Regions from separate parts of the Pan troglodytes genome. Here region 2 is linked to region 1. Evidence: chromatin contacts called from public Hi-C data. All regions are on one chromosome and are shown on one strand. The core of a region is the stretch at or near the end of the contact, and the rest is flanking DNA. Distances in the headings are between cores, read along the strand shown. Region 1 has its middle 48 kb from the start of NR1D2. Region 2 holds the start of LOC107970586.

Region 1 (7,163 bases), core at 1,742-4,241:
TCCCTCTGGGCAGGGAATTACATTAATTGGAGCTTGGTCTAGAAGGGGTTCTGGGCTCTGGGCAGGTGTGTCTTCTTGGCTTAGGGCAGGGGCACAGTCAGAGGAGGGCCAGAGTTGGGCCTTCTGTGGCCCCCGTAGCCTGAGTTACAGGGAGGAGAAAAGAGGGAGAATCCTTCTGTCCCCTCTCCCCAACCCTGTGCCTCTGCCTGGATAGGAGAGAAAACCTCCACCCTCATCCATCTGCCTCATTTCCCCATGAATGGAGAATTGCTGGTCTAATATTTCAGAACCCAGGACACTTATTCATGGGCCATGTTTTAGTAGTGGACAAGCTTACTGTGCCTTAAAGCTTAGGGTCTCTGTAAGATACAGCTTTGGTGATTGTGTTCTCCTGCGGGGCAAGCACACCTGGGCAGCATACCGCCTGTGACTGCACCTGGGTGTGAAACTCAGGTTGGAATCATATCCACTTTAGATTCAGGGAGGAGAGAGCATGACGCCTCCTGACTTGAGTTGGCTAGGATTAGATACAGCCTGTATCTTGAATACCTCCTAGTACAGTGGTTCTCAAAGGGTAGCCCTCCAACCATCATCATCATCCCTACCTAGAATGCAGATTCTGGGGTCATACGACAGACCACCTGGATCAGAGGCTGGGGGGTAGGGCCCAGCAGTCTGTGTTTTAACAAGTTTTCCAGGTGATTCTGTTCCAGCTGAAAGATTGAGAACCACTGCTCTAGAAGAATATAGCTTGGGGCCAGGCACGGTGGCTCATGCCTATAATCCCAGCACTTCGGGAGGCTGAGGTGGGAGGATCACTTGGGGCCAGGAGTTCGAGACCAGCATGGCCAACATAGCAAAACCTCATCTATACTACAAATACAAAAAATTAGCCAGGCGTGGTGGTGCACGCCTGTAATCCTAGTTACTTGGGAGGCTGAGGCACAAGAATTGCTTGACCCTGGGAGGCGGAGGTTCCAGTGAGCCGAGATCTCACCACTGCACTCCAGCCTGGGTGACTGAGTGAGACTCTGTCTCAAAAAAAAAAAAAAAAAAAAAAAAAAAGAATAGGCCAGGTGCAGTGGCTCACACCTGTAATCCCAGCACTTTCGCTGAGGGGGTTGGATCACCTGAGGTCAGTAGTTCGAGACCAGCCTGGCCAACACGGTGAAACCCCATCTCTATTAAAAATACAAAAAACAAACAAACAAAAAAAAAAACAAAACAAAATTAGCTGGCTGTGGTGGCAGGTGCCTGTAATCTCAGCTACTGGGGAGGATGAGGCAGGAGAATCGCTTGAACTGGGAGGTGGAGGTTGCAGTGAGCCGAGATTGCACCATTGCACTCTAGCCTGGGGGACAAGAGCGAAACTCTGTCTCAAAAAAAAAAAAAAAAGGATATAGCTTGGTTTATTCATGTGCTGGGGCTGCTGTAACAAAGGACCATGGACTCGGTGGCTTAAACAACAGAAGTTAATTTCTTGACAGTTCTGGAGGCTGGAAGTCTGAGATCAACATGTGGGCAGGGTTGGTTCCTTCTGAGGGCTGTGAGGGAAGGAGCTGTTCCAGGCCTCTCTCCTTGGCTTGCGGAGGGGCCTGTGTCTTCACATTGTCTTCCCTCTAGGGACACCAGTGGGATTGTATTGGGCCCACCTTAATTCTCTCATTTTAATGACCTCTTTGAAGACTCTATCTCTAAATAAGTTTATGTTCCGAGGTACTGGGTGTTAGAATTTCAACATATGAATTTTTGGGAGGCACAATTCAGCTCATAACACTTGAGAAACCGGGTCACATAAAGATTTCTGTTTTTCTCTCCATTCCCTGTTTGTGAGCTTCTAGAGGTCTTTCTTGTTTTTCTAGTGTCTCACAAATTGCCTAACAGTCTTTCAATAAATGTTATTTAAATTGATTGACTATGGATGGATGCTTATCGATGTTTAATGAGGTTATAATCTTAAAAATTTTTTTGTGTGTGCAAAGTACACTGCCCTAGACTTCATGTGGTCCCAGGCCTCTTACAAGCAAGTCTGATGGACGCTGATTGGATGAGGTCCTGTGGTGGGAATCCACCTCATGTTGCTGTAGATTTCTGAATTGCTTAATCCTCCTTTCTGCTTTTGTGCAGTGTGCGTGTAGAGTGGGAGAATTCATCTGGGGCCACCAAAGAGGCTTGACGTCTCAACACCCTCAGAAACTTGTTTCTTCTTTTGTGTCTAAGAGTTTTTCAAAAGAAAAAGAAGAAAAGAAATAGCCCTGCTTCATTCAAACATAGTAAAAGATTCTAGGTGTTTGTATTTTTAAGCACTCAAAGCGAGACTGTAATAAGCAGATAATTGTCATTGAGAGGTATCACACTTTATTTGCTAGGGATTTTCTATTGTTGCTTTTCCACTTAATAGACAGTGGAATTACAAGTTGCTATGGAAACCTATCCATTGCCAGTGCTGCCTGGGCCTTAAAGACACAGAAGCCACATTTTGTTTTATTCCATAGAGCTGACATTGTTATAAAACAGAGCAGAGCAAAGTGAATGGTGAATTAGACCAGACATCCTGCTTTCCCCTGTTTCCTCTTCCCTCCCCTCTGTGGTTTCTATGTTTACCAGGCCCCTGAATTAGCCCAGTGTTAGAAATTGTATAATTTGGTTTCTGGAGTTCTTTCAAGAAAACAACTGCGTATCTGTCTCCTATGCAGTTTTGTGACTTTTGTTGCTGACACGCTGTGGGAGTTGAGAAACTCTGGGGATGGTTGGCACATAACGCAGTTAATCAATTCCCACTCAAATCTGAGGTTTGACAAATGATAAACTTCTGTCATTTCTGTGACCACACTTCTTTCATTCAGGTGGGACATCAAAAGAAGGCCTCAAAATAACAGAAGACTGAATCTCAAGACATTTCCAATGGAGGGGAAGCCAGAAGGGCCTGGCAGATCTGGGATCCATCCTAGGCTATGCCAAGAAAATGAATTAGCAGCTCAGCTTGAGGAAACACCGGAAATTCTGGCAACTGCCCTAAATGGATTTTCTCACTCCTTTGAGCTTTGCCCACAGCCACTGAACGCATTATGTTACAAAGCTAATTATATAAGATTTAAGAGCCAAGGGAAGGCTGATTCATTTGATAAGCTAATTTCAGAGCATAACTTGAGCCTGGATGCATGCGTTGCTTAACAACAGGAATACTTGTTGAAAAATGTGTCATTAGGCGATTTCATCCTGTAAACACCACAGAGTGTACTTACCCAAACCTAGATGGGATAACCTACTACACACCTATGCTGTATGGTATAGTCTATTGCTTCTAGGCTGCAAAGCTGCATAGCATGTTACTGTACTAAATACAGTAGGCAGTTCTGACACAGTGATAAGTATGTGTGTCTAAACATAACTAAATATAGAAAAGGTACAGTAAAAATATGGCATAATCTAATGGGACCACTGTCATATATGTGGCTTTTCATTGATTGAAACATCATTGTGTGGTGCATGACTGTACTTCTTGGAGGCATGAGAAGTTAAAGAATAAAACAAAATGTACCCTTAGCTATAGACATTGCAATTACCCTAAGTTTGCTGTCTATGAAAGTTTAGGTTTTAATGGGATATTTCTATTTGCAGTCTCACTTAATTTTTCAGACTTTACACCATTGCTTAGTGCTGATTTTTATGGCTACTTTATGGGAGCGAGGACTTTCTTTTTTGGAGTAAGAAATGCTTTATTTTATTCGGAAGGTGGGATCAACTAATGAAACATTGTTATCCACCCTGGCATTGGGGTGATTTTGGCTTTACCCTGTGACTTCTTTGAGAACTCAGGACAATCCTAGAGCTTCTCGGGTAACCATGTTTATAAAAGCATCCATTTCCGCACTTAGGCCGAGGCAGGAGGATCACTAGGAGTTCAAGACCAGCCTGGGCAATATAGCAAGAGCACCGCCCCCTCCACCCCCACTGCAATCTCTCCAAAAAATTAAACAAACTAGTTGGGCATGGTGGTGTGCACCTGTAGTCCTAGCTACGCTGGAGGCTGAGATGGGAGGATTGTTTGAATCCAGGAGTTGGAGGCTGCAGTGACCTGTAATCACATAACTGCAATCCAGCCCGGGCAACAGAGGAAGCCCTGTCTTAAAAAAAAAAAAAAAAGGATGAAAGGATGAAATGATAACGATAATAGGAATTCAGACTAGGGAGGGACCTTAGAGGTCATTTATACTCAGACCCAGACACATATAATGGGTGTTTAGTTTGAGTGCTCCCAAAGCCAATTCAGAGACAAGCAGTTGGCTGCTGGGAAGTGATGCCAGGAAGCAGAAATGAGGGAGGGAGAAATCCAGAGGGGGAGAGGAGAGCCTGTGCTGGGCCTAATGAGCTGGGTGCCACTAAGGGCATCTGAGCTCAGTCATGTCGGGGACCGCTTGAATGTGCCTCAGAATTGTCCCACTAAGGGACAAGGGAGTCGGGGTATTTGTCCACTGACTCTGTCTCTTATTGGCTAAAGCTTACCTCTGTATGCTGAGCCAGTTCCCACTTACCAGAGAAACCCTCAGGCTGAGAAACAGAGAGACCTGGTGTTCTGTGTGGCTGAACTGGAGCCTGGAATCAGCCCAAAAGTGGCAGCAGGGGAATTCCTGCAGGCAACTGCCCCAAACTATCCTGAGATGGGGCTGGATGGGATTCCAAAGAAAGAAACACTAAATGCCAGGGTGATCAGTGCAAACACTTATTAGGGGAACTTATGTATGGAGGGGGCTGCAGCGTGTCCGCTTGACAGACAGTGAAACAAGATCTGTCTAGGTATGTCCATAACATGCAGATCCAGGTATGGAGTTTATATGTGGGTCTAAGGAATTCTGTTTAGGGATGGGGGCTACTTTCTACATGTTTAGCAACATGTTTGTTCTTTTCGTGGTTCAGGCAACAACCTAAATTAGTTTATCAGTGTCTGGGAATATTCAAGGCCTGGCTTCGGTTCAAGCCTGCAGGAAAAAATACGCAGCTGACTGGTCACACAGCAGTTAAGGCACTTTGTATTTCTTGGCCAGGACAAAGGAAAAACTGGAAGGAACAGGGGATGCTACACTTGGGGACCTGAGGTAGGAAGCTGTCAGCAGTCACAGGAACTGTCCACCGTAGTTGCCACTGAACTCAGACATGGACCAGGGGGATATAGGACAGGGCAGCAATAGCGTCTGCCTTTGTGGTTAACTTCCAATGACATAACACACTTAAGTGATAGTATTTATAGTGATAGTGATGGTTTTAAAGTCTTATCTGTAAATTCTTGACACACTTCCCCTTAAGAGGAGCTTCTTCCCTTGAATCTAGGCAGGTTTGTGACCACTTTGGCCAATAGAATATGACAGAAGTGACCTATGTGACTTCAAGGTCAAGTCATAAAAAGTTATGCAACTTTTTTGGTTGCTGGGACACTTGCATTTAGAGCTTTGATCTGCTATGTCAGAAGTCAGCCACCTTGAGACGGCCATGCTGGCGCGGTCATAAGTAGGCTCCCTGGTCAGCCCCAGCGGAGCTCCCAGTCAATGGCTAGCATCCACTGCTAGCTGTGTGGGGGAACTATCCTGGATGTCAGAACCTTCAATTATCTGCAGCCTCAGCTAACATCTGACTGCAACCTCTTGAGTGACCCCAAGTGAGAACTGCCCAATCCAGCTCTGTCTGAATTCCTGACCCACGGAATTTGTGAGCAAAGTAAAGTGATTGTTGTTTTACAGTTCTACATTTGAAGTATTTTGTTATGCAGTAACAGTAACTGGAACACTCAATATACAATTTCCAGGACCCTGGTGGTAATAGTATCTTTCCTCCCTAATCTAGGAAATGCTGGTAAGAGTGGCATTTTTATAGGGATGACTTCTAATCTACTTTAATTCATATTTGAAAAATAAGTGATTGAAAAGCCTTTATACTTGCATATTAGCAACATCTGATGTGATACTTTTCACAAATGATGGACAATGCAATCTATCCACACCTATCCTTTTAAATTTATTTTTACTTAATGCTAATGCACAAAGTCTTTTTTTTTTTTTTAAATCTTTAAATGTAAGCACTTCCCTTTTTGCACAGCCAGTTCTCTGAGACACTGTCAGTCTTCAAAACTGTTCCTTTCTAGTGTCACTAGCTTATTTGCCCAAGCATGGAGCTTCAGCTGCCAGCACTGTGATGGACGTGCAGGAGAAACACTCACATAACATCTTTTGGGATCAGGTTAGCCTGTCACTTTCCAGAGGAAGCCCAAGAAGCTCAGGAGGTAAAGGCACTCTCCTGAGCTTGCATTAACAAGCTTTTCCAGTTGTACCATTAACAATTCTCCACCTGCCCCTTGGGGATGCTGCAATAATAGGAGATACTATTTTGCAAAGGGCTTTGGGAAGAGTCTGGTAGCACCTTGTATTCATACTGTGCCCTTTATTTCTTTACTGTGGAATTCTCCACTGTCATCCCATTCCACTCAGTTGCTGAGAGACTTGCAAGATAGTATTGATTGTTTCTTCATAAAGACACCATTTCGTTCTATTTATCCAGAGCAGTTAGAGTCAAGGACAAAAGAGAGAGGGGAAGAACTTGTTTCACTAATCTTTCCATCATATGAATATTAAAACTTTTAAGAACCTGATATTCCAGGTGAGGAGTCAAGAGTATGGCTTGCAAATTTTGGGACTCTTTCAGGGGCTGGGAAAGAAAATTCCCTAAAATTTTAGCTTCAGAATCATTTAGGCCTTGAAATAACTCCTACAAAAGAGAATGTCAGTGTCATACATTGTAATGCACTGAACTGAATGGAGTGTAAATACATTCAATAGCACAAGGATTCCATTTTCCTTGATCATACGCTTGGGTTTAGAAATGAAGGAAAAAAGCCTTAAGAAAATATGTTTTGGGTTTTAAAACTGTATAATAGTAGTTAAAAAGAATTTCAAAACCCCAAACCATTCCAGGCACCAGATGAGCTCAAACTCCTGCCATATTTAATCATTTCTACTACAAACTCCTAAGGCTGATTTATTATCTGCATCTTGCATAAGTTGATAATAAATCCTTTCTTATGCCAATGAGAATAAATATTTTGAGATGAAAAATGGTCAGTCTGATGATTTTCCCTGGATCTGAGTGAATCATAGAGACTGTACGGCTGGCTT
Region 2 (7,163 bases), core at 2,314-4,813, 500 kb after region 1:
GACATATGATGCAATGCAGGCAGCAAACGTTCACTCTGGACAAATCCAAGTCCAAATACGACACTTAATACCAACCCAGAAGGGAAAGAGGAGCACTGCCCTTTCTACCCTTCCATTCATTCTTCCAACAGTGTTTCACCTGTGCCCACGTACCAAGCTCTTTGCTAGGCTATGGGGAGTCAAAGATGAATAAACCCACACATCGTGCCTCATCACAACTTAGAGGTGGGAACAGAAATGGAAACAAACTGCCCTGCAGGGTGATAAGAGCTATACAGACTAAAGCCCAAAGCATCAGGGGCCACATGTTCAGGGGTGTTTATGGCCATAGGGTCATTTTCAAGTACCTCGTTGTCCTGTCCTCTCAAATTGCTCTAATCAAAAGTTGGCTGACACACTAGATATTTGGGAAAATTAGCTTACAGAGTGTGGTAACCACTCATTCCTCTAGGTTTCCTGAGCTTTATTTCTGCATTGGGATTCATCACCAGAATCTCCACTGATAGGCCATAGTAGCTCAGGCCCCCAACAATAAACATACTGGGTTACTTTTCATTATTATGTCTTCTGCATTTTTTTTCCATTCCAGAGTTGGTAACAAGACAAGATCATATAAAGAACCTGACTTCACTTTATGTAGAATTGAAGTTCAAGTATTATCCATGATATAATTTGATATTTCATACGAGTATATACTAGTTGGCAAGCACCATGGCAGGCACTCTACATGTGTCATCCTTACAAGTTTAATGCATGCCACCTCCAGACCCCCTTTTTTTCTGTTAACTTGGCTACTACTAAGAAGCTCAGAGCCAAATTAAATACTCTAAAGCAGTAAGCACTTAGGATTGTAGTTTAATTATCTTCCCTCCTCTACAAGATTTTGATCTTTCTTCCCCTCCCATTTTTAACAGTCTGATTTTGTGAAATTTTTACTATGCATTTACTCAGCACACTTATGAAAGTCAATACTCTAGATACAAAAACAAATCACCATAATCTTCAATTATAATTTCCTTTTGCTCTCAATTGGCAAGAGTTTCCATGAATAACTAATTTGAAGATGACTCCTTTGATATTATGCTCTGGTCACTTGAAAACTCAAATAATGCAATATTTCCCACCATCATTTGGTTCAGAATACTTTTATGAAGCGGCAAAAGAGGGCAAAAAGAGGCTGGCTGACTTAACTAATAACATATGATAACTATCAGGTTATTTTCAAAGCTATCACCAAGACCTATTTATTTCCATCTTGTGTTGGATCCTGACCACTACATTTTGCCCCCTCACCAACCACCACTTTTGCAGCCCAAATTGTACCACCATGCACTGGTTGGTCTACTTAGGGCTGCCATTGCCAGAGGCACTGCCAGGACCTGCTGAGTGAGAAGACACTGCCATCACCCAGTGAAGTCTAGTCCCTGGAATTTCACTCTTAGCACTGGCAATGCTTCTGGAACTCATAAAGATTCTGCTGAAATTCAGGGAGTTGAAGGTCAATGTCTTCCAGGGATCAAGGTAACATGTCAGAAAAATTCTGCTGCTGAGGATTTCCATGTATTCAAGGCAAATGCCCTTAGGAGGAACTCACAGAAATAACTCTTTGCATTGTCACTACACAGAATGGAAGGCCAGCTTTTATTTCGAAAAGAAAGAGAGAGAGAGAGAAAAAAAATAGAGTGAACCATATAAGCATGGAATGTGTGCAACACACACATACACACGCACACACAGAATAGATCTTGGCATGCCCAACTGGCACCCACTTAGGATGTGTAGTCAGGTATTTTTGAGAACATAATATTTGGACACAATCATTAATTTATTCACCAAAGAGTTATCCAGCACCTACTGTGTGCCAAGTATTGTTCTAGATGCTGGAAAATAAGAGTGAGTGAGGCAGTCAAGAGTCCTGTGCTCATGGATTCGATATTCTAGGCAAGGATACAGGTGATCAACAAGCATCAATTGAAATGAACAATTCAGATTGCAAATACAATAAAGGAAAGAAAAAGAAGAACAAAACAAACAAACAAACAGAAAAACCAGTGTGATGGGTCTGAAAAGGAATGAGGGACCGCCTTTGCTCAAGTGGTCAGAGAAGGGCTTTCTAAGAAGGTGACACATAATCTTACACTAGAATGAGAAGACCAGGGCGAAGAAACCCATCACCTTTACTCTGATTTCCATCAAAAAGATGGGCTTACTAAAAAAAGAAACATGCAATACCATTTGTGGCTCCACACAACTCATGCTTTAAACAACTGCAAAAACCCCAGGAGAGGAAAGGAATCCACAGCTTTCTCTGCTTTTAAGGCGATTTTAAGAAATCACCTTTCCCAAAGATAATGGATTAAAAAGAAGTTGTCTTAATTCATCTCTAATTATGGCAGAATTTACTACAAAGAAACTGAAAGGAGAGACATGGAATATTCATTCCTCTACATAATGTCAGTTGCTTTATGTAACAATATTCCAATGTCAATAAAAGTATACCTTTGCATTGTAATGCCAACAGGAATTATTTCACTTTAAAAAACCAGTTCTGTAGCTATACTCAGTATTATTTATTTTCACTGGCTATAAAATAAAGCCAAACTATATTTACTAGCAGATGGTCTCACTTCCAATATATAATAAACCTCTGAGATCAGGTAAAAATAGATTCTGTTAGTATTTCTTTAACATGCTCAAATTATAAATGATCGTTCACCAATGTCTTTGTATAAAACACTCCAAACAAATCACTTGGTACTGAATTTCTGTTTGACTCAATTAAAACACTTAGCCACCTGGCATGAAAACATCCTAAAAACATCAACTGCTTAAAATACTTTGCACTGAAACACGTTTTTCATTGTTTCCTAGCCTCTGACTGATTTCGGAATTAGAAAGAATTAAGCAGAAGTGAATTGGGGAGCAGGTCAGTCACTGAATATTCAGAATGAATCATGAAGACGTTAAAATGCAATTTTTATTTCTTTGCAGTGCACTGCATGCTATACATCCTTACAATTTAAATAAGCATACTAAACTAAAGCCAGATAATGTGAAGATTGCCCAACAGGTCTACATTACCTAATACGTTTATCATTATATAAACTGCTGTGCTTGATATTAATACACTGTGCAAGGAATGCTTAATTTCTTGAACTTCCACACAGGTCTTTAAAACTGAATTTCACTAGTACCCAAGACCAATAATGTGCTGAGGAAGAAGGTATTTCAAATATATTTACTGATTACACAGTGTTTGAATCTTCAAAAATTCTAAATTTATGTGGAGAAAGGAGAATGGAGAATCTGAACTTGGCTGTTCATGCAAACTCTTTCCTTTCTTTGACTCACTTTATGAATTGTTATGTTTCTAGATCCTTCTTTTAAAATTTTCCATTTGGGGAAACTTGTACATTTAAAAAAATTCATCTCATTTTCTCCCTCCCCCTCCTTAAAATAAATAAGAAGGCTTAAGAATTAGCACTAATAATAATCCCACAATGGTCATTGGGAAATCCTCCCCCAAAGTGACAACTGCCGCTAAGAAGGGCAAAATCCACTAAGAATGAAAATTCCCCCAAATGAGTCCTTCTCCGAGGGGGTGGAGGTCACACAGCTGGCACAACTGGTATCACAACCAACTCGAGGCGACCCAGAGGAAGATGCTGCGCCAAGAGAAGCAAAGCGAAGGAGCGCGACCCAGGAGGCTAGCGAAATCCCCGCCAAGCCCCCAGGAGGCGGAGAGAAGCCCAGTCGCCAGGCACCGGCCACGGCGCACGCCAACATTCAGGATAATTCTCCTTTCCAAGCCCGGGAGTTCCGGGGCAGGCGAAAAAGGGGGGATGGGAGACCCACAGTCCCTTTAACCCTCCCCCCTGGCCTGCCAACCTTTTCCGAACCCCCATGTCACACAACTTCCTCATCATGGAAACTTCCACTGGGTTCGGCGCTGAGGATGCCAAACTCCATTTCACAAGGAACATGTCAACAGCTGGGCTTGGGGTTTGAGGAACAGAGTCGCTGCGATTGGAACAGAGCCCGGCCACCCTGTTCCACCACTGTCCACTCCGTAGCTCCCAGCCTGCCGCCGCGCGGTGCCCGAACACGAGAGGGCACCTCCTCCCAGATCCGGGGCGCAGAAGCCCCGCGGAGGCAGGTAATCAGGCTGATGACACCCCCACCACCCACGCTCACCCGCCTGCCCGCCCGCGCGCGCTCGGCTTAGCCGCCCGCACCCCTCCGGGTTCTTGCGACGCTCCGTCACCATCCCGCCCACCCTGTGGACAGTTGGAACTGTCGCCCCCTCCTCCTCTCACCCCGCTGCCTCCGCGCGGTCCTCTAGCCAAATTACCAGTGCCCTGGAGCCGGTTGGGTTGAGCGCCCCTGCCCGGGGAAGGTAGCCTGCGGGCTCTTGCCCCGAGCCCGCGGAGCAGGAGGTCTCTTTTCCAAGCGCACTCACATTATTCATGCAAAGTTAATCCCCGCCGCGTCACGGCCGCCCGCCCGAGGATGTGCGCCTTCCTTGGCCAAGCCCCGCAGTCTCCACCCTCCTCCGCCCCCTCCTCCCGGCGGCGGGGTCCCGGGGAGCGCCGGCGACTGGGCGTCGCGCGAGTCCTGCAAAATGTCAACTCCTTGGGCGAAGAGAGGCGGCCGCAGCCAGGGCCGCGCCGCACCTCCCCGGTCTCTCCACTTTTATAGGCGTAGGAAGCTACTGTGGCTGGGGCACCAGAGTCCCCGCCTCTCCGGGTCCCCCGCGTGCCCGGCCCGCCCCGGCCCGCTTCCCGGGCGCTGTCTTACTCCGGGCCCGGGGCGCCTGCTCCGCGCCGCGTCTGCGAACCGGTGACCTGGTTTCCCCTCCAGCCCTCACGGCTGTCCGACTTGCGCGGCGGTGGCGGCGGCGGCCAAGAGCAGGCAAACCCGGCTCCGCCAGGGGCGCAGCGAGGAAATGGCCTCCTGGCCGCACACCCCGCCGCCGCCGCCGCCGCCACCGCCACCGCCCCGGGCTGCCCAGCCGGTACTGACGCCCCCTGCCAGGCTCCGGGCCAGCGCTCCGACGCGCTCACAGCGCCCGGCTTGCCGACCCCGACCCCGACACCGAGTCCTACGCACTCGAGGTCCCCGGGCCGGCCGCCTCCGCACCTGCCTCCCCAGGTGTGGGCGCTGCCCCTCCTCCTAATCCCGGCCGTGCCCTCCCAGGGTTGGTGACGGTGGTGTGGGTTTGGTGGCCGCGCGTCCACCCACCCGATTGCCTGCGCGCATAGGTGCGGGTTTGGGCGTCATTACTGTAGTTGGAGAAGAGGAAAGAATGGGGAACGAGTGACACCGGGACCGGAGGGCGAGTCTTCCAGGAGCACGTCTCGGCCTTCTTTGCCCGGCCCGACCGGCCCGACCCGTGCCGCCGCGCTCCTCCCTCCGCTCCTAAACCACTTGTGGCGCGTGTCGGGAATACAGGGCGCTCTGGCTCTTCTTGGGGCCTCCGCTGGTCCGACCATCTGGCAGCTCTCTTAAACACCACGGCCACCCCAAGAATGGAAGTTTGGGACGTGCCTGGGTTGCCCTTAAGGAGGACACCCCCGCCCCCACCGCCATTATGCATATCGTGGGAGAGGCGCGTACAGGGCTGAGACACTCCTCAGGTCCCAGAACGGCCGCCCTATTAATTTGTCTTTGCCCTGGAAATGTATAGATAAAACCAGGAAGACAAAAATAATGTATACTCTTCAAGAGATCTTTCCCGGGCAAATATAGGTCTCTCAAATGCCCCCGACCTTAAGTCCTGGAGACCAAGAAGAGACTTGCTTTCTGAGCTAGAAGGATACTTGGGAAATACCGAGTCCTCACTCAGCTAAAAGGTAGTCAATAAGGAACTATAGTTGCAACAAAACTACTTTGACAACAGAGTACAATTAATTTCTTATAGACAGTATTAAAATAATTCCGACATCATAATTTAATATTCACATCTATTCGTGTAACACGCAATATAATAGAGGTATGACGATATGGATCCTCAGCTGCCTGACAATGTATAGGTTATTTATTGGAAGGTTCTCTAGATTTCCAGCCAGTGACATGTATGTTTTATTCTCGCTTCTTCTGAGCGTCCCAGGGAAAGGGGTGAGAGACCCCCCGCCCCTGCTGACAGCATTTACAACCACCCCGCTGGATAAGCAGGGTTTCACTGATGCACTTTTAAGAAAGTTGCAGGCCCCAGAGACCCCATTTCCCTTTGGTCCTCGGTGAGAAATCCGTGCTTTCTTCTCTACTCTTAATAAGTCTGCACCACAGGACTTGCAGGCTTCTGTAGTTGGAGAGCTGTTCTCCTTTGCAGGGAAGTTCCTGGGCTTTGCTCCAAAGCTGCCCCGGAATGTTTTGGTTGGTTTGGAGAAAAGCTGTGGCGTCTACACCACTTGTTCCAAGCAGGCGGCCCCCTGGTGGCTAACTGGGGGTGAGAAAGCTGGCCACTGAGGAAGAAGTCTGGCGCAGGTAGGCCCCAACAGTTGACAACCTAGTCTTCGGGTCTTCTTCACAGCGTGTGAACAACTTAGTATTACCGCGGGGGGGGGGGGGGGGGGGGGGAGAGGGTTGGGGGGTGGTGAGGTGAAGCAAATCTTCCTTCAACACGGTGGATCATAGGCTTCTCGGCCTACTGGAACTTTTAATTTTTTTCTCTTCCTGAGTATAACTTGGAGCTAAATTATTTAAGAAGGAGACATACAGCGGACAAAACGAAATGTAACAAAAACTGTTGCTTCTCTTTGTTCAAGGGCTTTGTCTTTCTGATCTCATTTTGCCCAGAAAATTCAGAAATGAGCCAATTAAAGCATGAAATAAATAAAGGGCGTGGCATTATTCAAACAATTCATGAGACTGTGGTAGTAACAATGTTCTATAACAATGGGGGAGGGCAGTTTTACTGCAATGTTAATGATAACGTGAACTACTAGGGTTCCATTTTGAACAGGACCTCTGAGGGCTGTCCTACAGGCTGCATGATGATGGTAAAGAAGGGTTACCAAGAGATCATGTCATTTATTTTTCTGGTTTTACACAAGGTAGGACAATGGAGGAGAATGTCATGATGACTTGATTGAAGGAAGAACATTTATTCAAACTTTAGATTATGTGGTCATGTGTTCCAGCTGACTTGAGAGGGCACACCA

What was found. A called contact is a pair of places that touch in the nucleus more often than the background predicts.
Region 2: a contact with region 1 is called in a Hi-C map of stem cell-derived neural progenitor cells, with 4 times the contacts expected there. The contact joins the promoter of LOC107970586 here to the enhancer-like site in region 1. A contact is called at or near these places in 3 of 7 Hi-C or Micro-C datasets (blood, induced pluripotent stem cells and stem cell-derived neural progenitor cells), 1 of 1 datasets of contacts at active chromatin or transcription factors (stem cell-derived excitatory neurons) and 1 of 1 other capture datasets (stem cell-derived neural stem cells).

What each region holds. Positions count from the first base shown.
Region 1 is chr2:27,981,665-27,988,827 of NHGRI_mPanTro3-v2.0_pri, forward strand. No RefSeq gene overlaps it. Among named protein-coding and RNA genes, the nearest start is that of NR1D2, 48 kb to the left of the region's middle. Within about 2 kb of position 2,992, at least 15 of the 24 cell types and tissues checked have an H3K27ac peak or open chromatin away from gene starts, as enhancers often do. A contact at or near this core is called in stem cell-derived excitatory neurons and stem cell-derived neural progenitor cells, where this site is marked.
Region 2 is chr2:28,476,138-28,483,300 of NHGRI_mPanTro3-v2.0_pri, forward strand. It overlaps LOC107970586, which reads left to right and starts at 3,564. Exons shown (of 2, transcript XM_054680448.1): 1 at 3,564-4,156. The coding sequence starts at 3,566. THRB (thyroid hormone receptor beta) reads right to left here and starts at 5,377. Exons shown (of 10, transcript XM_016940582.3): 1 at 4,798-5,377.